3 separate regions of the Gossypium hirsutum genome follow, and regions 2 and 3 are each linked to region 1. The links are chromatin contacts, called in public Hi-C maps. All regions are on one chromosome and are shown on one strand. The core of a region is the stretch at or near the end of the contact, and the rest is flanking DNA. Distances in the headings are between cores, read along the strand shown.

The links. A called contact is a pair of places that touch in the nucleus more often than the background predicts.
Region 2: a Hi-C map of leaf shows a contact between it and region 1, with 3 times the contacts expected there. The contact joins two enhancer-like sites. A contact is called at or near these places in 3 of 34 Hi-C or Micro-C datasets (all in leaf).
Region 3: a Hi-C map of leaf shows a contact between it and region 1, with 2.8 times the contacts expected there. The contact joins the promoter of LOC107949497 here to the enhancer-like site in region 1. A contact is called at or near these places in 5 of 34 Hi-C or Micro-C datasets (anther, hypocotyl, leaf and 1 more).

What each region holds. Positions count from the first base shown.
Region 1 is chrD03:32,015,088-32,019,867 of Gossypium_hirsutum_v2.1, reverse strand. No RefSeq gene overlaps it. Among protein-coding and RNA genes, the nearest start is that of LOC107949499, 28 kb to the right of the region's middle. Within about 2 kb of position 2,442, at least 4 of the 9 cell types and tissues checked have an H3K27ac peak or open chromatin away from gene starts, as enhancers often do. A contact at or near this core is called in leaf, where this site is marked.
Region 2 is chrD03:32,225,584-32,230,363 of Gossypium_hirsutum_v2.1, reverse strand. No RefSeq gene overlaps it. Among protein-coding and RNA genes, the nearest start is that of LOC121215720, 24 kb to the right of the region's middle. Within about 2 kb of position 2,328, at least 6 of the 9 cell types and tissues checked have an H3K27ac peak or open chromatin away from gene starts, as enhancers often do. A contact at or near this core is called in leaf, where this site is marked.
Region 3 is chrD03:32,175,047-32,179,826 of Gossypium_hirsutum_v2.1, reverse strand. It overlaps LOC107949497 (probable membrane-associated kinase regulator 2), which reads left to right and starts at 2,077. Exons shown (of 2, transcript XM_016884157.2): 1 at 2,077-3,255; 2 at 3,359-3,789. The coding sequence starts at 2,262. The coding sequence ends at 3,399.

The DNA.
Region 1 (4,780 bases), core at 1,193-3,692:
AACGACACACGAGGTGCCTAAAATACGACACATAAAGTGTCTGATATACGACACATAAAGTGGCTGATTGGCAAAGTCGATAAATCCCGTACTCTTCCAAATCCTATGGCAAGCCAACTATATCCGACTTAGCCCAACTAGTTAATAGGGTATTCCAAATCTCAATTAAAACTCAATTCAGTCACAATTTCTCACATTTTCAATTGAATCATTTTCCGCTTTTCAATCAATTTTCAATTCACATATTCCAAATTCAATACACTTTCTCAATTCAATATGCATTTTAATTATTCACATATAATCACAATTCAATTTTCACTTTTATTTCAAGAATTCATTTTCAATATCAATTTTACTTTTCCATTCACTAATCAAAACACAATTTAATACCAACACATACTTTTCTCATTCAATTTAATTTTCCAAATTCAATTCATTAAAGTCACTTACCTTATTATTTGCTTACCATACGCATAATTTAAATTTAATATTAAATAATAAATAATTTGAATTATAGTAATACAAACCCAAATTTGCTCGATTATTCCCCAATAATCTTCTCATTTCCTTTGTGTGCCGATGTCTCGAGTTCCTTGTTAGCTACGAAAATAATAATAATTTATACTATTAATTACAACATTAATTTATAATAATAGAATTTCTATCTAATTTATACTTTAATTCCAATTTAATCCTAACTAAATTTATTTACTTTTCTAATTTAATTCACACTCTATTTCTATTCAAATTTCTTCCAAACTCAAATTTATCTACTAAATTTTCAGCATATTTCACTAATTTTGAATTTCCTCAATTTAGTAAATTTAAAAAGAAAACTGTTTTTTGGTGTCATTGGTGTGTTAAGCAGCACCGGTGGGAATTTAAAAAAAAACAGGTGAAATAAGAAAAAAGATGAAAATAAACAAACGAAATTGGAAAAAAAACAAAAAAATAAAGGGAGAAGCTCGTGACTGATGCTTGCTTCATAGGTGGTTCTTGTCTTCTTGGATTGTCAGTGTCACCATCTTTAGATGAAATACTATTTTGAAAAAAAATAAAGTTAGATGAGATGAGAGAGAAAAAAAGAGATATAAGAGAGAAATAGAGGGACGAGAGAGAGAGAGAGAGAGAGAGAGAGAGAGAGAGAGAGAGAGAGAGAGAGAGAGAGAGAGAGAGGGAAAGTCAAATATGGGAAATAAAAGAAAATAACAACTATGTAAAATAGAGATATGAAAGGGAATTGAATATTTTATGAAAAATAGATAATCAAATATGAGAAATGAAAGAGAATAACAAATATAGAAAATAGAGATATAAAAGAGAATTTAATATTTTATGGAAAATAGAGAATCAAATATGGGAAAGGAAAGAGAATCACATATATGGAAAATAGAGATATATTTTTCACAAAATATTAAATACCCTTTCATATCTCTATTTTTCAATTTTATTATTCTCTTTCTTTTTTCATATTTGATTCTCTATTTTCCATAAAATATTAAATTTCTTTTCATATCTCTATTTTCCATATATATTATTCTCTTTCCTTTCTCATATTTGATTATCTATTTTCCACATATTCTTTTTTCCTTTCCCATTCAAATTTTCCTTATTTTTCTCAATTGAAAACCCTAATTGTCGTATTCAATTGTCTTTTCTATTTTTTATTTTATTTATTTTCTTTCCCTCCTTCTTCTCAATTGAAAACCCTAGCCATTGTACTCAATAGCCACCGGTGCTTAGGGGTGTGCATAATTCGGTTAAAACCGAAAAAATTTGGTTAACCGGCCGAATTCGGTTAATCGGTCAGTTAATCGAATTTTTTCGGTCGAGGGTATGTTAATTATTTTTTAATTTTTCGATTAACGGTTAATTCGGTTCGAAACCGGTCGGTTAACCGATTTTTTCGGTTTACCCGAATTTTGCTGGGTAACTCAGGCATTTTATCGAACAGTTCACGTGCCATTTCAACATCCCCAATTTTATTAAACCCAGCAATGATCGACGTCCATGAAACCACATTCGATGACAACATTCGACTAAACACTTCGTTAGCAACCTTTACATCTCGACACATTGAATGCATATAAACTAATGAAATCTGCACATAAACATCGTTTTCAAACCCATGTTTTACAATTGAGATAAATTGTTGCAGGATTCGAGTAATAAAAGCTTTGGGTTCTTTAACATTAATGAGTTCAACACTTTGTTGCTGATATTGATGCTGTTATTCATCATCTGGTTATTAAAAATTTGTTTATGTTAGACAAAACCCATGAATTTTTAAGGATATTTTTCGATGCATTATATTATTTAAAAACAAGATTGAAGAACAAAAGCAGAGCTTTAAAAAAAATTCCGGAGCCTTATTACCATGGGCCTCAACCAGGTCAAATTAAACCTGGCCCAATTTATTTTCTCTCCTCCAAGAACCAAACTTTTTCTCAACACTCAACACACTAGCACAGCAGTCGACTTCCATAGTTTCACTAACACCCCTAAATCCCTAATATTCTCAATCTCAATCGAATCGGGAAAACCCACCATTTTCACACCCTTTTGCTGTCCATTTCTATTCCACCACACTAATACCCAGACCTAAGTTTGCTTTCTTCTAATTTCACACCTTTTTGCTGTCCATTTCTCCTTACTGCTAGACATTTGTGTTTTTAGCTTCATTTTTTATCAATGTAGTTTTTTCTTCTCTTTTACTCTTTCTATTTTCTAAAAAAAAATAGTTTTTCTTTTTATTTCTGGGTTTTGCTTACTTTTATTTTAGTAATAATGTCTCTTTTTATGCTTTTCTTTCATTATTATTTTAAAAAAAATCTCATTTTCTCTCTTGATTTTCTTCTAGGAAAAGAAAATGTTAGAATTTATAACTATCTCTGTTGATTTTCTCTGTTGATTTCCTTGAACTCCAAAAGCTTGTTTATAACTATCTCTCACTGGAAAAAGAATCAAGGCAAAGTTAGAATTTATCTATATTTAATATATAAACCATAACCTAATCTCCTATGATAATGATAACCTTAATTAACATTTGCCTTACATTCTGTTGATGATGTTGCCTTACTTTCTTTATTAATTATTATTTTAAGTTAATCTTTTTCATTGTTAAATATTTATTAGTTGAAAAACTATGGCATTTGTGTAAACTATTGTTTTAATTTTTTCTTTCATCTTTATAGTTAACCTTTATCGTAGTTTAATTACTTTTTTATTTGTAATTAAGGATAATTTAATAAAATTTACTTTTAAGAAATTTTATATTGCATTAATTAAATAACAAAATCCTATATTATAGTCAAGTCTTATTACTACAAATAATCTATTTTCTTTCTGTAAACTAAATAAGTTAACTTGAGTTTAAAAATAAATAATTAAATGCGAACATTTGAATCTTAAAATATTTAAAATTAAAAATTGTAATCATATCTCCTAAAAGGTCAGTAAAATTCAAAAGAATGTCGTTACTGAAATGGGGAAAACGTTTGGCCCTTCATAAATAAAACATGCAATTTGGCTGATTTAGCGCTTAGTTGATGCCGATGTTTATCAAACACTCATATTCATGATTTAGTCGTATATGTTATTATTTAGAATAATGAACACCTTAATTATCAAATAAATATTGGGTTCACATTGATGATCATTTTTCATTATGGGAAAACAACAATAATTTTATCTCTAACTATAATTTTCTCTACCCAAATCTGCTGCAGAAGCATATTTATTTACTTAGTTTGACTTTACTTGGGCTTTATCAACAAATTTAATTGATTAAGTTGAATACCGAAGGGTGCAGTGCATGTGTTCCATAATGATCTAAATAATATTGTATCAATTTAATTAAGTTTTTGGATTTTGTAAATAATATTGTCCTTGACCCCAAGTTTGTCGTATTATTTTAATTTATTATATACTTCTTTTCTTGCAGAATGTCAACCGAACCAACATCTATTGAGGGTAGTGTTACACCTCCTACTTCAATAGATTCTAAAAATTCGGGAGTTGGAGCTTTAATCCAAACAAAAGGGACTACCGGGAAAAGAAAAGCCACTCCTCAAAGGCCAGAAGTTTGGTCTCACTTCACTAAGATTATTAATAGTGAGGGTGCAAGTAAGGCTAAATGTAATTATTGTCAAAAGGAATTTTGTTGTGATATGAAAAAAATGGTACAGGGTCATTGAAATATCATATTGGTTCATGTAAGAAAAATCCTGGTAATGTTGTTGACACTAGTCAAGGACAACTAGTTTTACCTAGAAAGGGAGTTGAAGGGGGGAAAGGAATCTTTCAACTTGGAGATTTGATCAAGAAGCATGTAGGAAAGAATTAGCACAAATGATTGTGATTGATGAATTACCTTTCAAGTTTGTTGAAAGTGAAGTTTTTAAGAAATATATGTTTGTGGCATGTCCTAGGTTTCATATTCCTTCACGAACTAAGGGTCAAGATAAAACAACTTTTGAGAAGTTCTTATTCTAAAGTTTTCTTAACTACTGACACATGGACTTCTTTGCAAAGACTTAATTATTTGTGTATCACTGCTCACTTTATTGATAACGATTGGAAATTAAATAAAAAGATTTTAAACTTTTGTCCAATTTCTAGTCATAAGGGTGAGCCCATTGGGATGGTGATTGAGAAATGCTTGTTGAATTGGGGGATTGATAAGTTGTTTACTGTTACTGTTGATAATGCAAGTTCAAATGATGTTGCTATTGGTTATTTGAGAAAGAAATTTAACCCTCGAGGAGGTTTAGTTCAAAAT
Region 2 (4,780 bases), core at 1,079-3,578, 210 kb before region 1:
ATCAAATTTTTATTTTTTTAGGGGCCAAAATATAATTTTACCATTACTAATTAAAAAATTTATAAATTATAAAGGGCCTAAATAAAAGAATTTTTATTTTAGGGGTCAGGCCCTGCTAGTCCCCTTTACTCCGCCACCGTGTATTTTAAAGTCTAATTTTTTTCTCTCTCGCAACACAAATTTTGTAGTACTTGATGGAATTAGTAATTTTGAAAAATAAGCACATATACATTTCAGCATGCAATGGGAGAGATGACTAACTTTTAAGAAAAAAAACTCTGTAGATTTTGTATTGAATATAAGTGCTAAAGAGGACCCCTAGTTGAATTAACGAAAATAAGTTCCAGAGCTTTCGTTGCAAAATAAGAAGCCTAAATCCTCCAAAATTTCTACAAACACTGCCCAAACTCCATAAATCTTGGAGCAGCAATCAGAGGTGTTTGTAGATAAATCAAATTTAAGTATAATATTAATATATTTTATATTTATTTAAGTCTAGTCAAATATATAAATCTATAATTTTTCTTAAATCCTATCATATTAATTTAAACTCATTTATTTTTAATTTTTTAAATATTTATATTATATTATTTTAATATTTAACAATTTTATATATTTAATATAAATTTTATTTGATAACGTATTGAAAATTAAATAATATATAAAAATAATCTAATATAAAATATTATAAATTAAAAAAACAGGTCAAACTCGAAACTTAAATATTCAAGCTTGATCTCATCAAATTTGGGTAGCTTTACTTATAAACAGTTCATCTAATTCACAATAGTTGCTCCATTCATAAGTGACGCGAAACTTCAAACTCAACCCAACGAAACACTTATAAATCATGGGTGCATTTGGATGCAAATTGTAGATTGAATTTCTTCTACCAAAGTTTTCGGAATCGGACCCAGAATAATCGGTAGATCGATCTGATAATAGATAAAAAAAAAAGAAGTTGATTGAATCGCCATCCGATCAAAACTGCAATTGAACCGGACGGGAATCGGTTTTTGCATTTAACATAAAGGAAATGAATAGAAAAACAAAAACAAAAGCCAAAGCCAAAAGGCTTTAATGGTGACACTGCTGTCCGGCTCTTTCCACTGTCGTATGTTGCTTTCTTGTACCTGCTGGCCAACGACCATTTCAATCTGCAACCACCGACTATCGCCTTCTAAATCAACCAAGGAGAATTTTAGAAATGAAAAAAAGAGAGAACGGTGAAAGCAATTAAAAAATGATAATGAGCGAAAGGAATTAGGTTTCGTTATTTTATTTTTTGGATATGCGACTAGCATAGATAGGAGTAATGGAATAAAACTATAATAAAAATAAAATAAAATATAAATATTATAGAGTTTGATTGAATAGAATAATAATGTTGAATGCATCAAGAATAGCTCATAAATTTTAATTTTCCCCTTAAAAATAAAAAAATATTTTATTCATATTATTAATATATAATAAAAGTGTTTAAATGAAATTAAATAATTGATAATAAAAATATATTAATCACCGTCTGGATGAATAGGCTAGAATTACTGTTCAATTCTCCATAAAACCACCTTTCTTGAAGCTTTCCAGAAATGAGAAAACCATTGTTGAGCTTTTTTTAAGCTTTTCAGAAAATTACCGTTTCTTGAAGTTTTTTTCTAAATTCTTTTAGAATTATTGTTCATCATTTATATTATTAATAAAGTGTTCCTTTAAGTTTTCATTTCTACATTATTTGATTCTACAATTCCAAAATTTTCAGATCTACCTGTCTTGAAGCTTTTCATGCTTTGTGTGTTTTGGATGGAAGTTTTGAATTTCCTCATCCCGCATTAATATATATTATGTGATTTTTGTTGTTTTGAGTTAAACTTTGATTTTATATATATATAAAAAATGGAGAACCTTAAAATTGGGCCTTTTTAGGAACCTAAAAGCAAGCCGAAACAACAACCCATGGCCCTGGGAGAAACACAAAAACTGGTGGATCAGGAAACTTTCCTTCTATTGCAGGACATTGTTGAAGAACATGTTTTATAAATTAGGTTGGAAACTTGTAATGTTGTGTCAATTTTAAAGAGACCCTTTTTCATGGTTGGCAGAAGTAATAATAATATCAGTGGGGGTTGCTCCAAGGACCGTAGTTCATGGAAAGGTTGCTATCAATCATCTGTGTGTTAAAATAATTTAAGAACATGAAACCCAGAAATCAAGCAGTCATTATCCTTCAGGTAAGGGAACTTTGCCATAGAAATATGATGTGAGGGAGGTATGGATGAAGGTCAAAGCTTCTTTTTACAAGTTGATTAATGCAAAGGTCCCCCCTACACTATCACGCATGTGATTTTACAATGGAAGCATTGCCCAATTCTGGGTTCTGCAATTCAGTCCTTTTCATCTGTAAAAGGATAAGTTTCTACTATCACAACAACCACCTTTTTCTTTACTCTTTCTTTTCAAAACAGTATTGGATTGGAAACCAATCGAATTATTAATGATGGATTTTTTGGTGAAATATTATTATATATTTTCAAGATATGAGATTCCATAATATTTTAAGAATGGAATGGATAACAAGGGTTTGCTGTCACTCTGTGAGATCAATTTTTAGACAGAACATGCTGACAACTGATGTCATTTTATCTTATCCAGTCAGGTCGAATTTGAGTAAAAAAAATTTAGTTAATAAGTCTAATTTTATTAACTAAATTTAATTTTAAGTTTTATTCCAGCTAAATTGAAAGATTCCAAATCGAATCGAATAAAAATAAAGTACACATTACTTAAGAGTAAATTACAAATAATTAATAACACAAGCACAATTTTTAATAATAAAAAAAAGGAGTAGAGAGTAAAAAGGATCAAAATCACGATGAAAAATTGTATTCACTTGAAAAGTTTCATTGTAATTAAATATCACAATTTTTCCACTATCATACACAGTTCTACATTTTAACTATTAACACTTGCTTTTTTTTTAAGTAAAAAAAACTAATGTTTAATACGTTTTAGACTTTAGTTTAAATTATTTTGCAAAATAAGAGTATCGATATTTATTTAAGTATTTTAAAGTATCGATACTCAAATAAATATCGATATTATTTTGTCATTTTATTTGTTTTAAAACTGTTTAATATCAAATTATTGATACTTAAACTTAAAAATGATAAAGACCAATATTTAAAATATCCATTTCATTTCCAAATCATCTGCAGCTTAAATGATAACCTTAGCTATAATTATAAACCTGAAAAACATCAACCTAGGGCATACAAATATGTCTCATAAGGCACCCCAATTCAGCAATTCAAAATCAACTAAATTGCCACATTCAACTCATTTCAATATGCTTTCGAAGACACTTCAGCACAATCAACAAATTTACATCCAATTTTTGCCATATGAGCAATCTCAACCCAACCTTATAAAACATGCATTTTTATGTACTTATTGCATAGCATATTATCTAAACAACTTATAAGCATAAATACCAATCATTATTTCCATAACCAATTATCAACCAAAACACATCATCTAGCATATCACTTTCTCAACCATTAAACCATTATGCATATAGCTAAAACTACTTTAACAAGATAACAACAACATGACCATTTCTAACACTTACAGATATATATATATATCCATAATTCCAAAAGTGCCAATAAATTCCAAAATGATCATTATAACCATAAGACATTCTAGGTACATGCCAAAACCAAAATGAAAACATCACCAACACTTGAGTTCAGGATTGTCGCTGGATGCTGAGTCGACGATCGAATCTTAAAATACCTAACTTGTGCATGAAAAACAAAACCATACACTAAGTATACTCAGTAGTATTTCTATAATCAAACATTAAAAAATAATATAAAGTTTATAATGCATTTTAACATGTCAATCTACAAGTCATAATACATTACCTACTTATTCAATATATTTACATATCTTAAACCGAGCTTATAAACTAATATCCACTATCCACCCTTATTTCAATTTCTTTTATACATGATTTCACAATTCCACAATATAATTTCATCAATCAATCATCAATTCACATATGTGACAGCATAATTTATCTCCAACTGAATTCAATTTCACAATTATAAAGATATATCATATTTTCAATTCTATTTAATTTAGTCCTTATCACAATCAACTAATTCAAATCAATTCAATTCAGCTCGTTCAATCATCTCCAACTTACCTTATGTTATTGCCACGCAATGCAGTTCGTAATTACAATAATTGAAAAGGTTTGGGTTATAGAAATACAAACTATAAACTTTGAACTATTTGTCGATGACTTTATCTTTTCCTTTCTGTTTTGAGGAATTCGGGTCAACGTTAGTTACAAAATAACATAAATACACTAAATCCTCAATACACAATCATTATAACACTCAATTGCTAATTTACGTGACCTTTTAATTTTATTCAATTTAGTCTTTAAAACCGAGACTAACATAACTTTCAAATTAAACCTCCAATTTTTATACCAATTTCACTTTAGACCTAATTTAAGTTCCTATTTTACATTTCCATCACAAATTTTGAAATTTGTGAAATTTCGTGCCTATTGCACAAAATTTTCAATTGACTTTACAATTTAGTCCTTTTTCAATACTAAACTTAAAATCTATCAAATTGGTCCCTAAAACTTCAATTGCTCAACAATGGTAACATCCAAAAACTTTAACAATAATGAAAAATACAACATGGGTCAACTAGCTTGAGTTCTCAAAATTCTAAAAACATAAAAATTACAAGAAAATAA
Region 3 (4,780 bases), core at 828-3,327, 160 kb before region 1:
AAACCGGCCTATTTCAGTAATTTTATAAAAAACTTAGCTTTTTTTGGTAAATCTCTCTTATATGACATGTCAGCAAATAATTTTAAAATTATTTAAAAAAAAATAAAAAAAACCCTAGTCTCTTCTCCTCAACTCTCTATTTCTTTCCTACATTTCAAGTTTCCTACCACATTTAAAAAAAAAAAAAACTCACCATATTTCTTCTTCAATCAAAGGTTAAAAAAAATCCCACAAAATATTTTGAAAATAAAAACCCATAATGGGAAAAACAAAGATATGAAGAATATTCAAAAGGCTACTGAAGAAAGAATCATGGAGGTGGAAGTACGTTTTAGGGCCGACTTTCAAATGGAAGAGACTAAACATTCATCACTTTTCTTTCATTGACGATTTGCTTTTCAAAATCATTTCCATTTTCGAAGCGATTTTCTTGGTTTCTACTCTCTATTTCTTCTATCTTTGTTGTATATGTATCTATCCCTGGGTTCTTTTTCGGGCATTTTCTTTTGGGTTCAAATCTGGGAAAATAAAGATCCAATATGGGTTCTTTTTATAATGATTTAATATCAATGGCTAATACAATAAGAAGGAAGAAAAAAAATTTCATGGAATAAGATAGGGTTTTTTATTCTTTTGCTCTTTCTTTGTGTTTTAGATTGTTGGGTTTGAGTTTGAATTTTTGAGATGAGGATGGGTATGATATGGGTTAGTAAAGGAAATGAGAATTAAGTTTAATTTATTTGCAGATTTTGGGGGTTTTCATTCGCTATGGGGTTTAGTGGATCCAAATTTTCTTTATTGGATAAGTAATTACTTTTGTAAACAACAATAAAGGTTAATGAACCCAGAACTTATCTCTTGGCCATGACTTCCTTTATACCAAACCAAAAATAATAAAGGTTTATGCTTGTCTTGTAAGGTCTTTTAAATTTTGAATTTGGTGTAAGAATTTTAAGAACAGGTTTCGAATTTTAAGAACAGATTTCTTTAATACAGTAAACAATGGAGAAGAAGAAACAGAGGTGATGATGATGGTTTTAAAATAATTTTAATAATTTTAAAAACAAGTTTCAAAAACCCAGAAAATGATTAAGGAGGCTTTTGAAGGGGAACGGGGATGATGATGAGGAACAATGAAGATGATGATGATGATTTTAAAATCATTTTAATAATTTTTAAAAATAATTTTAAAATCATTTGTTGATATAAGACAAAATAGTGCAACTTTTAATTATATTTGAACCACCACATCAATGATAAATGTTGAACATTAGTCAACTAGCGGCCACGTCAGTATGTCCGTTAAAAATAGACTAATTTGACAAAAAAAAAAAAGCATTAGGGGCCAAAGTGATCCAAAAAAAATAAAAGGCAAAAGTGACCAAACAACCAAATATTATGAGCTATTTTTTGTATTATGCCTTTATTTTAATATACAAAATTTATTATCTCCATCAATTATATATTTATACTTGTATACTTACTATTATTTAAGCTCTTAATTGAGTTGGGATCATAAGTCAACTAGGCACCAACCCATTTAGGAAATTATGGGAATATCTTGTAATTAAAATAAGTTACATAACTTGAAGATATTTTAGTCTTTTCATTTTAACAAAAATCAATAAAAATATGCATATTGTGAGATTTAAATCCACACTAATCAAATTAGTAAAACATTAAATTTACTACACAATCAAAGCTTTATTTTAATATGTTTTATACATTTTTTGTAATATGTATAAATTATTATCTACATCAGTTATATATCTATACTTCTATAGTATTATTTAAGCTCTTATTAGAAAAATTATGAAAATATCTTTCAATAATTAAATAATTTATATTATTTGAGGGTATTTTAATCTTTTTATTTTAATAAAAACTAATAAAAATATACATATAATTAAATTTAAATCCACATAAAAACCTTAAATTTACCACTCTTGTTTTTATTATGATTAATTAATTAAATTATTTATTGTGTTATAATTAAGTTGTAGATTCATCACCCTTGATTTTCACTTGTATTATATTTATATATTAGCACAAATTTTAATTAAGCTTATAAAAGAAGATTAAACTTCCTTCCTTCTTGCCTGCGAGAAAAGGTTACCCCCTTCTATGTTCAGTCTGCTGCACTTCCCATTACCCCTAAACCCTCCCACTTTCTCTCACTCCTTTTTTTCACTTTACTTTTTCTATTTCAAAAATCCCATTCAAATTTTATCTTCTTTTTCTCTATACTGGCTCTCCCAACTATGGAAGCTTTTAGCTTGCTTAAGTATTGGCGAGGCGGCGGCAGCGACGGTACCAATGCTTGTGTTAACACACGTTCCTCCGCCAGTTCTGGTTGCACAACGACCACGATTGTCACGGCGGCCACTACTCATCTGGCAGTGGATACTGACGACGACGACGATGGACCTTTCTTTGACTTAGAATTTTCAGTTCCTGATGAGGATGAATCTGAGGACAACGAAGAAGATAATGTTGAAGATGATGAAAGTGAGGTTGATACCAAACCTGACGGTGGTTGCTCCGATGGTGAAAGTGAAACCGAGTTCGACTTTGCAGTACCCGTTGAGTCGAACTCTTCTTTGGAGTCAAAGCCTCAACAATGCACTGTCTCATTGTTGAAATCAGCTGCTAAGGTTCGTGTTTTTTTGTTGAAGTTGAAGAAGACGAAGCTTAACTCAAATGAAAAAACAGAGCCGCCAAAAAAGCAAGTAGGAAACGACAGTACTAACAAGAAGTACAACAAGAACAGGTTTTTTACAGTGAAGTTCAAGGTTGAAGAGGTTCCTATAATGTCTCTGTTCTCCAAAGACAACGGTAAGTCTCAAAAACAGCAAAGCTCCGACGGTTCTGTTTCCGATGAAAAGAGATTCTCCAAAGATGTAATGCAACGATACTTAAAGAAAGTCAAGCCACTTTATGTTAAGGTTTCGAGAAGGTACGGTGAGAAATTAAAGTTTTCAGGGCAGTTAAACCCACCGTCTACGGTGGCTAAAGAACCAGTTGGAGAGAATGAGGTGCACTTGAAGAGCAGCAAGCGTGTGAATGTTCCAGCGGGACTTAGAGTGGTTTGTAAGCATTTGGGAAGTAATAGATCAGCTTCCTCCGCCGTAGCGGCTGCTCCTCCTCCGTCGTCGGTGGTTTCGTCCAAGAGGAGAGATGATTCTCAGTTGCAGCAAGAGGACGGCGTTCAAAGCGCCATCTTGCATTGCAAAAGATCTTTCAATCGTTCTCCAGGTACTTCATTTAAAAGCTCATTACTTGTTACTTCAAAAAAAAAAAATCAGCCTTTTTTGTTTTACCATCTCTGTTACTGAACCATTATTTTTGTTTATTGTAGATTCTTCCATGTCGTCAAGCTCTAATGAAAAATCGGAGTAATTTGAAGCATGAAATGGTGGAAAAAATTCCCGTGTGTGTAAAGTAAAGGCAAGCTAGTTTAGGTTCTTTTGCAATTCTCTCACTATTTTGTAGCTGAAGGGTTCCTGTTTCTGGGAAAGTGAGAAGAATCAGATCCTTTGTATCCATCTTTGAAAAGGAAAAAAAAGGATGTTATGCAAATGCAGGCTCCATTATTATCACCAAATTTAATTTCGGATAATGTTGTAATTCATGGTCAAAAAAATAGAAAAGTGGGGAACCAAAGCAGGGAAAAAGGAACAGACAGCAAGCAAATTCCCACAATTGTAAATGTTAATTATGACGACCATGCAATTTATAATGTCAATCTTGGTTTATGAAATTATTCTTATAAATAATACAATTACTGTAGCCCAAGGAGTGTGCCCTGATGACTTATAACGCCATACCTACGACTTATGTGAAATGGGCCTATGTACTAAAAATTTATTCCCCATGTTTGCTCAATTCTATATCAACTGACTTAGTTTATTTTAGTCTTTCTATAAATTTTCTTTTTTAATTGATACATTATATTTTATTAAATATTATTGGTAATTTAAATAAAATATATTATAATCCGACTCAATTCATAAAAAATCCAATCAGCTTAAAGAAAATTCATGTATTTTTTTAACTATTACGTGGTTGAAAGAGTTCAAAAATATATTAGTTTTTTTTTACGGTTAGTTTTTCATGAGTTTGAACTATGGGTAAATTAATTGAGTATGATATATTTTATTTAAATTATCAATAATTTTAGTAGAGGAATTAAAATAAACTTTAACTCCTGGTAGACTTTGATTGAACCGCAAGTGGACGAAATAATCAACTTGCTTTTTGTATTTAAATTTGATACCTCATTCTTCAACGTGGTATTCCCAATTGGTGTGCGTGGAATCAGTTTACCTCAAGCTGCAACGATATTTCGTCAACTAGTTTACCTCAAGCCGTTACGAAAAATGACGGGGCACCAAATGACGAACACATGGCATTATTATCATTTTAAAATTTCTCTCAATTTCCATTTTATTCTTCATATAACATTAAAAAACATTTGTTTCCGTTGTATTTTCCATTGTCGCCCAACCTTCCCTCCATCCCCACCTTCCTCATCAGTATTGTTTCATTTCCCCCCTTTCGTTTTTCTTTCCTTTTGTTTCTCCTAAAGCTTTAGAGGCTAGAATTCTCCTTGGTGATCCATGGTGCTGCTTTTGGTGGTTCGTTCCTTACCTTTTCTTGTTGGCAGAATCGAAGCGGCGGTAACGGCGAATGCCATCTTTGATTTCTTGTTGGGCATGTCAGCGGTGGTTGAATTTCTCGGCGTTGTTCTAGCAGGAGAATCAAATCTCGGTCGGCGGTT